3 separate regions of the Mus musculus genome follow, and all the other regions are linked to region 1. Evidence: chromatin contacts called from public Hi-C and HiChIP or PLAC-seq data. All regions are on one chromosome and are shown on one strand. The core of a region is the stretch at or near the end of the contact, and the rest is flanking DNA. Distances in the headings are between cores, read along the strand shown.

Region 1 (2,963 bases), core at 271-2,770:
GTTTTTCTTGGCTTTTTATGGGGTGTTGATCCAAGGATCTGTTTTTACATTTGAATGTGGCAGTTAACTGTAGCATAATAGATTGCAGACCTTAGAGAAAAGATTGCCTGGAGGCTGCTGCAGAGAAGAGAGGGCTGGCTGTACAGAACTGCACTGTCAGCTGGTTCTAGCTGGGCACTCAGCCACCACGCCTTTATTTTTAAAGGAGTCATTGACCTTCCACAGGCCTGTATTAAAGTGGGGTGCGGGGAGGATGCTGCCAGGCACGGTGGGATTGGAAGAGACCTCTCAGAGTCTGGGAAGCTTTGGGGTTTTTTTAGTCTGTTTACTGTCATGGAAATTCTGAGTGTGACTTAGAGGCCTCTCTGGCTTCGAGCCAGGTGGAAAGGTTTCACAGGGTGGGGTGGGGGTGGGTGGATAAAAGCAGGGATTCAACTGGGAAAAGACCAGAGTGGAAAAGCAGCTGTCTTGGCTCAGCCCCTAGAAGGATGCAAAGGACCAGTACCCAGTGTGAAGACAGGAGATGAATGAGACCCTGCAAGGTGAAGGACCCTGTACCACTGTCAGAGGGCACCAGGCTTGGTCAACTGCTGAGAACCTGTTAGAAACTGATTGCGGTGTGGGTGGGCTTGATAAACACACCTCTGTTCATTCATTCATTCATTCATTCATTCATTCATCCATTCATTCATCCATTCTGCAAACAGTCTCTAGAACCTACTGTGTTTGAGACACACTGTGTTCACAGAGGTGACAAACACTTTCTAGGCCTCCCACTCCATGGGACAGTTCAGCAAACACAGCTGCTCTGAATGATGTAGGTGGAAAGGGACCAGAGCTACTCTGGGAAGGGAAAAGAGACAAGTCTCAGATCCTCAGTGCGCATGCCCTCTTCAGAGCACCCAGGTTCATTACCTCAACCAGGAGTGGGATTGCTACTAATCTTGTGCTGAGGAGTCAAGTGAGTTAGTGTCTTCCCTGAAATTGCTGTCAACTGCAAAAGACACATAGGCTGTGAGTGTCCCTTCACTTGTGAGTATTGCTTTTTAAGGAGCTTCCATTGAGACCTCTGACAAAGGCAGTGGTGCCCTGCCAGAGGAAGCAGGCTGGGAAGGGACTTGCAGAAGACTGGCTTCCTAGAAACACAGATGTCACTAAGGTAGGCAGGCTGCTAGCCCTGAGCTTTAAGGCATTCTGGAACTGAAATGGAGGTGGAAACCATCTGGCAGGATAGGAAACTGAAAGTTCACGGCTCAGCCACCACAGCCTTGCTTCCCTGGCCTGTCTAGGCTCCCCACAAGCATGGACTTGTTTTCTGTTAAGATCTCTGGAGTGTGTGTGTGTGTGTGTGTGTGTGTGTGTGTGTATTTGTGTGTGTGCATGTGCATGCTCGTGCACGCTCATGCACCTATTTTATTAACAGCCTGAAGAGAAATAGCACGTGGCAGCTTGGTGAGCTAAAGAGGTCAGAGAACAGATGCAAAGTGAAGGGGCAGCTATGGAGCTGCTCCTGGCTGGCTGCCAGAGCCACTACTATTTTTTTTTTTCTGGCCAATAATCGTAGTGCTTGAAGATGATGAATACCTTTAGAGTTGCAGGGGCGGGGGGCTGGCTCCTTGGACAGCTTATTAACAGCAACACTGACAAACGGGATGGTAGGGGTGAACTTGATATCCCCTAGTGTGCGGGCAGCACAGTAATGTCGTGCTGTGGTTCTTTAGTTCAGCGAGCCTGAGAATTTGAAGATGTTCTGAACATGACCCTCCCACCACTCCTCCCCATAACTCAGACGAAGCACCAGAGAAAAAGCAAGCCACTGTATCAACTGTGTGGAGTTTCAGCTTTCTTGTTTGCTTGTGTGACTTCAGGCTTTCCTTATGGAGATAAGCAGAGCTCTGACTACATCAGGCAACTTGAGGTTTTATGTATACCAGAATAAATATATTTCCCAGCTGTCTTTTTTTTTTTTGTCTTAGAAAACACAGTCTTATAGAACATTGAGCAACTTAGAACAGGGTTTAGTCTGATCTCAACAATCATTCAGGGAATTTCAAATTAAAACGACATTGAGATTCTGTCTTATTCCAGTTAGAGTGGCTGGTGTCGAGAAAACTGACAACATCTGGGGAAGATGTGAGGAGAGGGCAGCTCTAATTCACTGCTGTCAGGAATGCAAACTGGTGCAATCATTAGGAAAATCACTAGGAAGTTTCTAATTAAAATATGATCCAGCAATACCACTCCTGGGCATAGACCCAAAGGACTCCACATACTACCACAAAGAGATCTGCACACCAGGCTTCGTGCTGCTGGATTCACAATAGCAAGGAGATGGGATCAGCCATCAACAGAGGACGAGATGACGAAAATATACACATACACAGTGGGGTTGTATTCAGCTGCACTGGAGGTGAGATGAAAATCTGGGGAAACTTAATGGAAATGAAAAGGACTATACTGAGGTGACTCAGCCTCAAAAACGACAAGAACCACATTCTCTCTCATATGCTAAGCCTAGTCTGACACGTGTATGTAAGTGTGTGTAAAGCACACACACACACACACACACACACACACACACACAAAACCTAGGAAGGAGATGAAGACAGGATCAAAAAGATGCTGAAGAGGGGGATCAGAGCAAATGGACCCATGACATCAAAGTGGGTCGGAGGTTATGGGAAGAGGCTACGGTTTGGGGGAGGGGAGTGGGGGGGAGGATGAGTGGGAGAAGAATCTACTAATACCAATTCTGCTTGGAACACTACAATGACTACTCTTACTATGTATGTAAAGTTTTAATTACACACACACACACACACACCAGAAGGATCATTATACAAGGCAGGGCAAAACACAAGGGCAAATGTTAAGGGCTTACGTTTGGCTGGCTGGACCCTTATCACAGTATATTCTAGTTTCTGCTTGGAGACAGTAACCCCACAGAAGGAAAAGAGAGCAGG
Region 2 (2,963 bases), core at 303-2,802, 180 kb after region 1:
TCCTACAGCATCCACACTTGTACATCTCAGTGACTGTCTTGCCTTGGCCTCACCATAGCTTTTTAACTCTTTTTCTGCTGGACCATGTCTATATAGCTTGGTCTGTGTATCGTATGCTCACACTTGGAGTACAGCATAGCAGTGTGGGGAGCCAGCTCATCAGTAGAAGCTGGGGGTGAGAGGGACAAGGACAAACCCTTGCCCAAGACTGATTTCAAAGGATCACACTAGCAGCAAAAAGCCACTGAAATGAGCAAACCTCACAAGTCACGGGACACCCTGCCCCCCTCAGAAGTCCAGCTATGTAACGTGTACCCACACAGCACCGGGTGTGGCTACAGTGGCTCTGTCCACTTGTCTCTCTCAGGTCATCCACACAGAGTGTTCTTATTTATCGAGTTTTCTCACGTTTAAAGACCAATTTCCTGCTCTTAGAAGGCCCCTCACTTTGGTCCCAGCACTCATAACCCAGAGCTTCCCTTGAGTCAGAAACATTCTGGGTTAAAAAATGGTGACCTAAGGTAGGAACCGCCCGACACTCAGTAAAGAATCCCAGAACAGCACTTACCTACTGAGGATCTCCTGTGTGGGAAAACAGTTTCCAGCCCAGGGGAAGATTTCATGAGACCACTGATGGTCTGGACACACTGTTTTAACACTCCTCAGACTGCGCAATCTACAGGAAGAGCCAAGAGGTGAGATGTCCTGCAATGCTTCAGGCTGCTGGGTGGGGTACTATCTGGGAGCAAGGAACATGAGCAGTTTCTTAAATGCCTTCTGGCTAACTACACCAGTAACCCATATTGCACAAGTATGCCAAGAAAGAATAATAGTAGGGCTCTAAGGAGCCCTCCTGCTTAGTGTCTCTTCTTGCTTACAAATGCAGCAGTAGCTTTCTTTTACTCACAAGAAGGAAACTCAATCTCTGGGGTTCCAGGATGCTCCCATTCCTGCTTCATTGCTGGACAAAGTGAACAGGAGACACCTGGAGAATCTACAACCTGCAAATAAGTTAGGGAGACCATGCCCTTGCTTGCGACCTCCAGCAGAGTCACCAGGAGCTGCTGTCTGGTGCTGGGAACTGGCCATGCTGCCCCAGGGTTTGCCAGCTTGCCAGACATGAGGCACTGTTGTGGTTTGAATATGCTTGGCCCAGTGAATAGCACTATTAGGAGGTGTGGCCTTGCTGCGACCTACCAAGCAAGGTGAATGAATTCATCTGTGGGTCATTCTTATCTAAGAGGCTGATGAACACAGCTTGTTTGCTTATAGTGAGGACCACCACTTTCTGGTAGCTAAGATGTGTCCACTTGCATGGTTCCTCTTACCTAAGTAAAAGTCCAGAGAAGCCACAGCTGTCATAAAATTCTAGATTCCATGAGACAAGAAGCCTGAAGGGAAACTGCCTGTCAAAGCCAGACACCAGAAAGTCTCTTGCCTCCCTTCCTAAACATGGCTGCAAATGCAGGTCTCTGTTTTCTTATTTGTCTGTACAGACTCCAGCCTGCTCTTTCACAGACACCAGCGAGGCACTCTAGCCTCTGCTTTCTGTTTCACATTGACTCCCTTACTATACTTTAACTTGGCCCTTTCAGCTTTGATCTAGAAACATTATGATCTTTACAGAAACTCCAAGTCAAAGTCAGATGTCTGTCTGTCTTTCAGGTAAGGAAGCAGAGCTAAGCAACTTTTGCACATAAGTTAGTGAGCCAGGCCTGACTGTCACCTGGACTACAGAGCAAGATTGTCCTCCAGGAATGACCTCCTTCCCTCCAGGGAGCATCTCATGTTGAAACCCTGAACTGACACTAGTGGTCACGAGCAGGTTGCTGGTTTGCAGTGTGTCCTTTAGAGGTAAAATGATGGTCTTAGGAAAAGAGGAACATAGATAGCCAATGAGAACTCAGAATGCGGATGAATAATTCCATTTATAGTGTAGCACTGTGTAAAACATGTGTGATGTGTTAAATAGGGTACTCAACACATGGCACACACACAGTTCATGGCTTTACTCTAAGGTGCGTCTCACAACAGGCCACAGGGGATCACCATGTCCTCCACAGGCTGCCTTTTCTGAACTGTGTGAGTTTCCTCATGATAAACAAATAGGAACATTTCTGTAATTGTCTATGTGATTCAGATTCCGTGAAGCAACTAGACCTTTGTTCATATTTATGAAGAATACGAATAGTAGTTCTAAATCCTACTCACTGATCAGAGTTTCTATTTCCTCACATATAGCTCAGGAAATTTTAATAAACAATAGCAAATTGAAAATTTCAGGAGCTGATTTGAATCAAAAAGAAAATAAATGGGCTGGGGGAGATGGCATAGTGGGTAAGGAAGGGCTTGCTGCACAAGCTTGAAGACATGAGTTCAGATCTCCAGCACTGTCCCTGCACACACACACACACACACACACACACACACACACACACACACCTATAATGTCAGAGCCAGGGAAGTGGAGACAAGCAGATCCCCAGAACTCAGTGGCAGTGCTAATCAGTTGGTGGGCTCCTGGTTCAATAAAATACCCTGTATCAAAAAAAAAAAAAAAAAAAAAAAAAACAAGGTGGAGTTCAACAGAGGAAGGCAGCTGGCCTCAACCTCTGGCCTCCATGCAAACACACGTATGTATACATACCCACAAGCAGGGAGAGAGAAGAAGAAATGGACATGGTATGTAACTCAGTAGTAGGGGCCTCTCCTAGCATTCGCTATGTTTACTCTCCAGCTTCACAAAGAAAAAGAAAGAAAGGAAGAGGGAGGTAGTCACAGATATCCCCAAACCTCATTTCAAGCATTCACATGCCCCCTACCAGCTCCCCCATATAGCCCACAGAACCAGTGACTGTCAGCAGTGACTCCCATATAGCCCACAGAACCAATGACTGTCAGCAGTGACTCCCATATAGCCCACAGAACCAGTGACTGTCAGCAGTGACTCCCATATAGCCCAC
Region 3 (2,963 bases), core at 246-2,745, 160 kb before region 1:
CAACTTCTTTTTTGAACACCTGAAAAATATCTGCACAAAAGTTAGCCATTTATCATCTTGGAGTGGCTGTTTATTTCTATAGTCAGGTTAGTGGTTCTCAACCTATAGACCATGGCCCTTTTGGGGTCTCAAATAACCCTTTCATTGGGATTGCATGTCAGGTATACTGCATATAAGATATTTATATTATGATTTGTAACAGGAGCAAAATTACAGTTAGAATGGCAATGAAAATAACTTTTGCTTGGGATCACCACACCCTGAAGTACTGTATTAAAGGCTCCCAGCATCAGTAAGCTTGAGAAGCAAGGGAACAGGGTCTCAGTGCTATAGCTCAGACTGGTGTGGGGCTCACTATGAAGCCCAGGCTGGCCTCAACCTCATAATGATCTTCCGGCCTCTTGAGTGCTGGAATCTTAGGTTTGAGCCACCATGCCCATCTGAGTATTTGCTTTGTTTTCTATCCCTAACTAGATTTTATCCAAACTCCTACACAGATGTGGTCCTCAACAATTGTTTCTTAATACGTTCGTTTCATTCCAAACAATTATTTCCATTGGGTAATGAATGCTGAAGTTGTAAATAAATTTAAGAAGAGACCTTGCCTTCCCAGACCTACAGCCCTACAGAAAGCCTGCACAGCTTGCCTTCGCTCCTGTCTTGTTATTTTAGATTTAAAATTAGAAACATATGTTGATTTGCAAGACGGGCATTTTTCCTTGTTTTTTTTCCCCCTGCACTTCTGAATAAACCTTTAAAACCCCACTATGTCAAGAAACAGCAATGAAAATGAAAAAGCGGGAGTGGGTAGGTTGGGGAGCAGGGTAGCAGGAGGGTATAGGGGACTTTTGGGATAGCCTTTGAAATGTAAATAAAGAAAATATCTAATAAAAAAGTTGTTAACTCAAAAAAATGTCAAATTATAATACTGCCTTCTGCAATACACACACACACACAGAGAGACACAGACACTAACACTCACATAAACACAAATCTACACAAACACACCAACACACAAATATACTACACATAAACTCTCATATACACATTAACATACAAGGAGACACACACAGAGACAAATACACACAGGCACACATAAACACACATGCACATACATAGTCACACAGACAAACACACAGCACTGTTGGTATATTTACAAAGATCCATGTAGAGAAATAGAAATCTAGTTTTAGATTTGAATTTTTCCCTCAAGTCATAAAACATAAACAAACAAACAAACAAGAAACCACAGACATTAACTGAAACTCCAGTGTATAAAACCTCTTAGTCATCACCACCAGGCTCTTTCAAAAACCAATTTCCTGGTGAAAAGACTGATTCATAGCTCGTGAAATCGTGGTTCCTGCCTGCCTGCCTGATGAATGGAAGCAATTGAAAAGGTCACCACTAGGGCTCAGGTTTGACATGGGGCCTTCCGAAAGAGGAGCTGGGCTTAAACTGCTGCTGTGAGTGCATTTCCTACTCTGATGACATCACACAATGCAAAAGGATTCTTCTCAGACCCTAACCCAGAAGAGAGTGAACTTCCATGGACAGCCATGCAAATCTTATGACATCCCATAATCATCACAGCAATCAGTAAATTAATTGTGCAGTGAAATTTTGGCCTTGTCTGGGAAGTCCCCCACCAGCGCTGATGTCATGTCTGTAGCTAACATTTGACGTTCTCAACACTGTTGATGAATGACAGCTCAGTTCTCAGTGCAGACCATGGGGTAGCCTGGGAGGTATCCCAAGAGGTTGTTTCTTGGTTATCTTGCATTCTGTGGGAGGAGTTTCCTGCTCTCTGAGCTACTGGGGTCCCAGAAGCAATGCTGCCTCCTTGCCTCCTTCAGAGTGTTTTGCAGGATGGACATCTGTTGGCCCTTGGCCTCTGTTTCCTCTTCTCTCCACTTCTTTGTAAACACCACTAAATGTCACAGGACCAAGGCAGATCGGTGCGTTCAGAAGATGCCTGTGCTTTGTGTGGTCAAATCCTGAAGAACTAACATGTGGGCACAGTAAATATTGTTAGCACTGAGACAAGCTTGAAATTCGCTCAGAGAGTGAAGCACAAGTGTACATATGCACAGGTGTATGTTACATGCACACACACATCAGATCACATATCAGATAGATCAGAGGTTGTCAACCTGTGGGTCTCAGTTCCTCTGGGCATAAAATGACCCTTTCACAGCGGTCACCTAAGACCATCCTATGCATCAGATATTTACATTATAATTCATAACAGTAGCAAAATTGTAGTCATGAAGTAGCAACAAAAATAATGTTGTGGTAGGGGATCAGCATAACATGAGGCGTTCTATTGAAGGACTACAACATTAGGAAGGTTGAGAACCACTGAGCTAGTCATACACGAGGGACATGCTGGTGAGGAACAGTTTACACTGCTACCAAGAGACTAGTATTTGATGATTTGCTGTTATCAAATAATACATCTTAAATATATGTAATTGTATTGGCCAATTCTAGGTTATTAAAACTGGAGGGGATGATGGTGTTTCTAAAACTAGATAACAAAAGCCATCTTTGGGGAAAGAGGTGAGGCACCTTCTATGATTTCCCCAGGCCTTTTAGGGAACAAAGAGGTGTTCTTTGAACATATATTTTTGAATCTAAAAGAAGGGTGACGTTGTAGACATGAAGGGAATGAAGGGAACAGGCACTGTTTAAAAAGGAATGTCCTGTGTACCATGGAAGCCCAGGAAAGACACCTGAAGCACCATCCTGCCCCACCAAGAGCAGCACATTTGGGAGAGCTAATGTCCAGGGACCTGAGCTGCGGGAACACGTTCCCTATGAATTCATGACTTAAGATACAAAAAAGAAATAAAGGACCAAAATTGGGGGTGGGGCAAACAGCTGGCTTCCTTAAACTTAAAAAAATAAAATAAGATAAAATAAAATAAGCACAGCTGCTAGATGTGGTGTTTCAGGCTGAG

Evidence for each region. HiChIP or PLAC-seq counts read pairs in DNA pulled down with a chosen protein or histone mark. Hi-C and Micro-C count contacts between places; a contact is called where the count stands out from the background.
Region 2: a contact with region 1 is called in a CTCF HiChIP or PLAC-seq map of CD8 T cells, with 5 read pairs. The contact joins two enhancer-like sites. A contact is called at or near these places in 2 of 15 datasets of contacts at CTCF or cohesin (CD8 T cells and large pre-B cells), 3 of 484 Hi-C or Micro-C datasets (large pre-B cells, liver and myocytes) and 2 of 115 datasets of contacts at active chromatin or transcription factors (both in embryonic stem cells).
Region 3: a contact with region 1 is called in a Hi-C map of Th1 cells, with 2.7 times the contacts expected there. The contact joins two enhancer-like sites. A contact is called at or near these places in 3 of 484 Hi-C or Micro-C datasets (the 3T3-L1 cell line, Th1 cells and forebrain) and 1 of 115 datasets of contacts at active chromatin or transcription factors (embryonic stem cells).

What each region holds. Positions count from the first base shown.
Region 1 is chr9:14,173,996-14,176,958 of GRCm38.p6, forward strand. No RefSeq gene overlaps it. Among named protein-coding and RNA genes, the nearest start is that of Gm51286, 4.6 kb to the right of the region's middle. Within about 2 kb of position 1,521, at least 171 of the 459 cell types and tissues checked have an H3K27ac peak or open chromatin away from gene starts, as enhancers often do. A contact at or near this core is called in CD8 T cells and Th1 cells, where this site is marked.
Region 2 is chr9:14,350,994-14,353,956 of GRCm38.p6, forward strand. No RefSeq gene overlaps it. Among named protein-coding and RNA genes, the nearest start is that of Gm34156, 17 kb to the right of the region's middle. Within about 2 kb of position 1,553, at least 11 of the 459 cell types and tissues checked have an H3K27ac peak or open chromatin away from gene starts, as enhancers often do. A contact at or near this core is called in CD8 T cells, where this site is marked.
Region 3 is chr9:14,009,031-14,011,993 of GRCm38.p6, forward strand. No RefSeq gene overlaps it. Among named protein-coding and RNA genes, the nearest start is that of 1700019J19Rik, 80 kb to the right of the region's middle. Within about 2 kb of position 1,496, at least 46 of the 459 cell types and tissues checked have an H3K27ac peak or open chromatin away from gene starts, as enhancers often do. A contact at or near this core is called in Th1 cells, where this site is marked.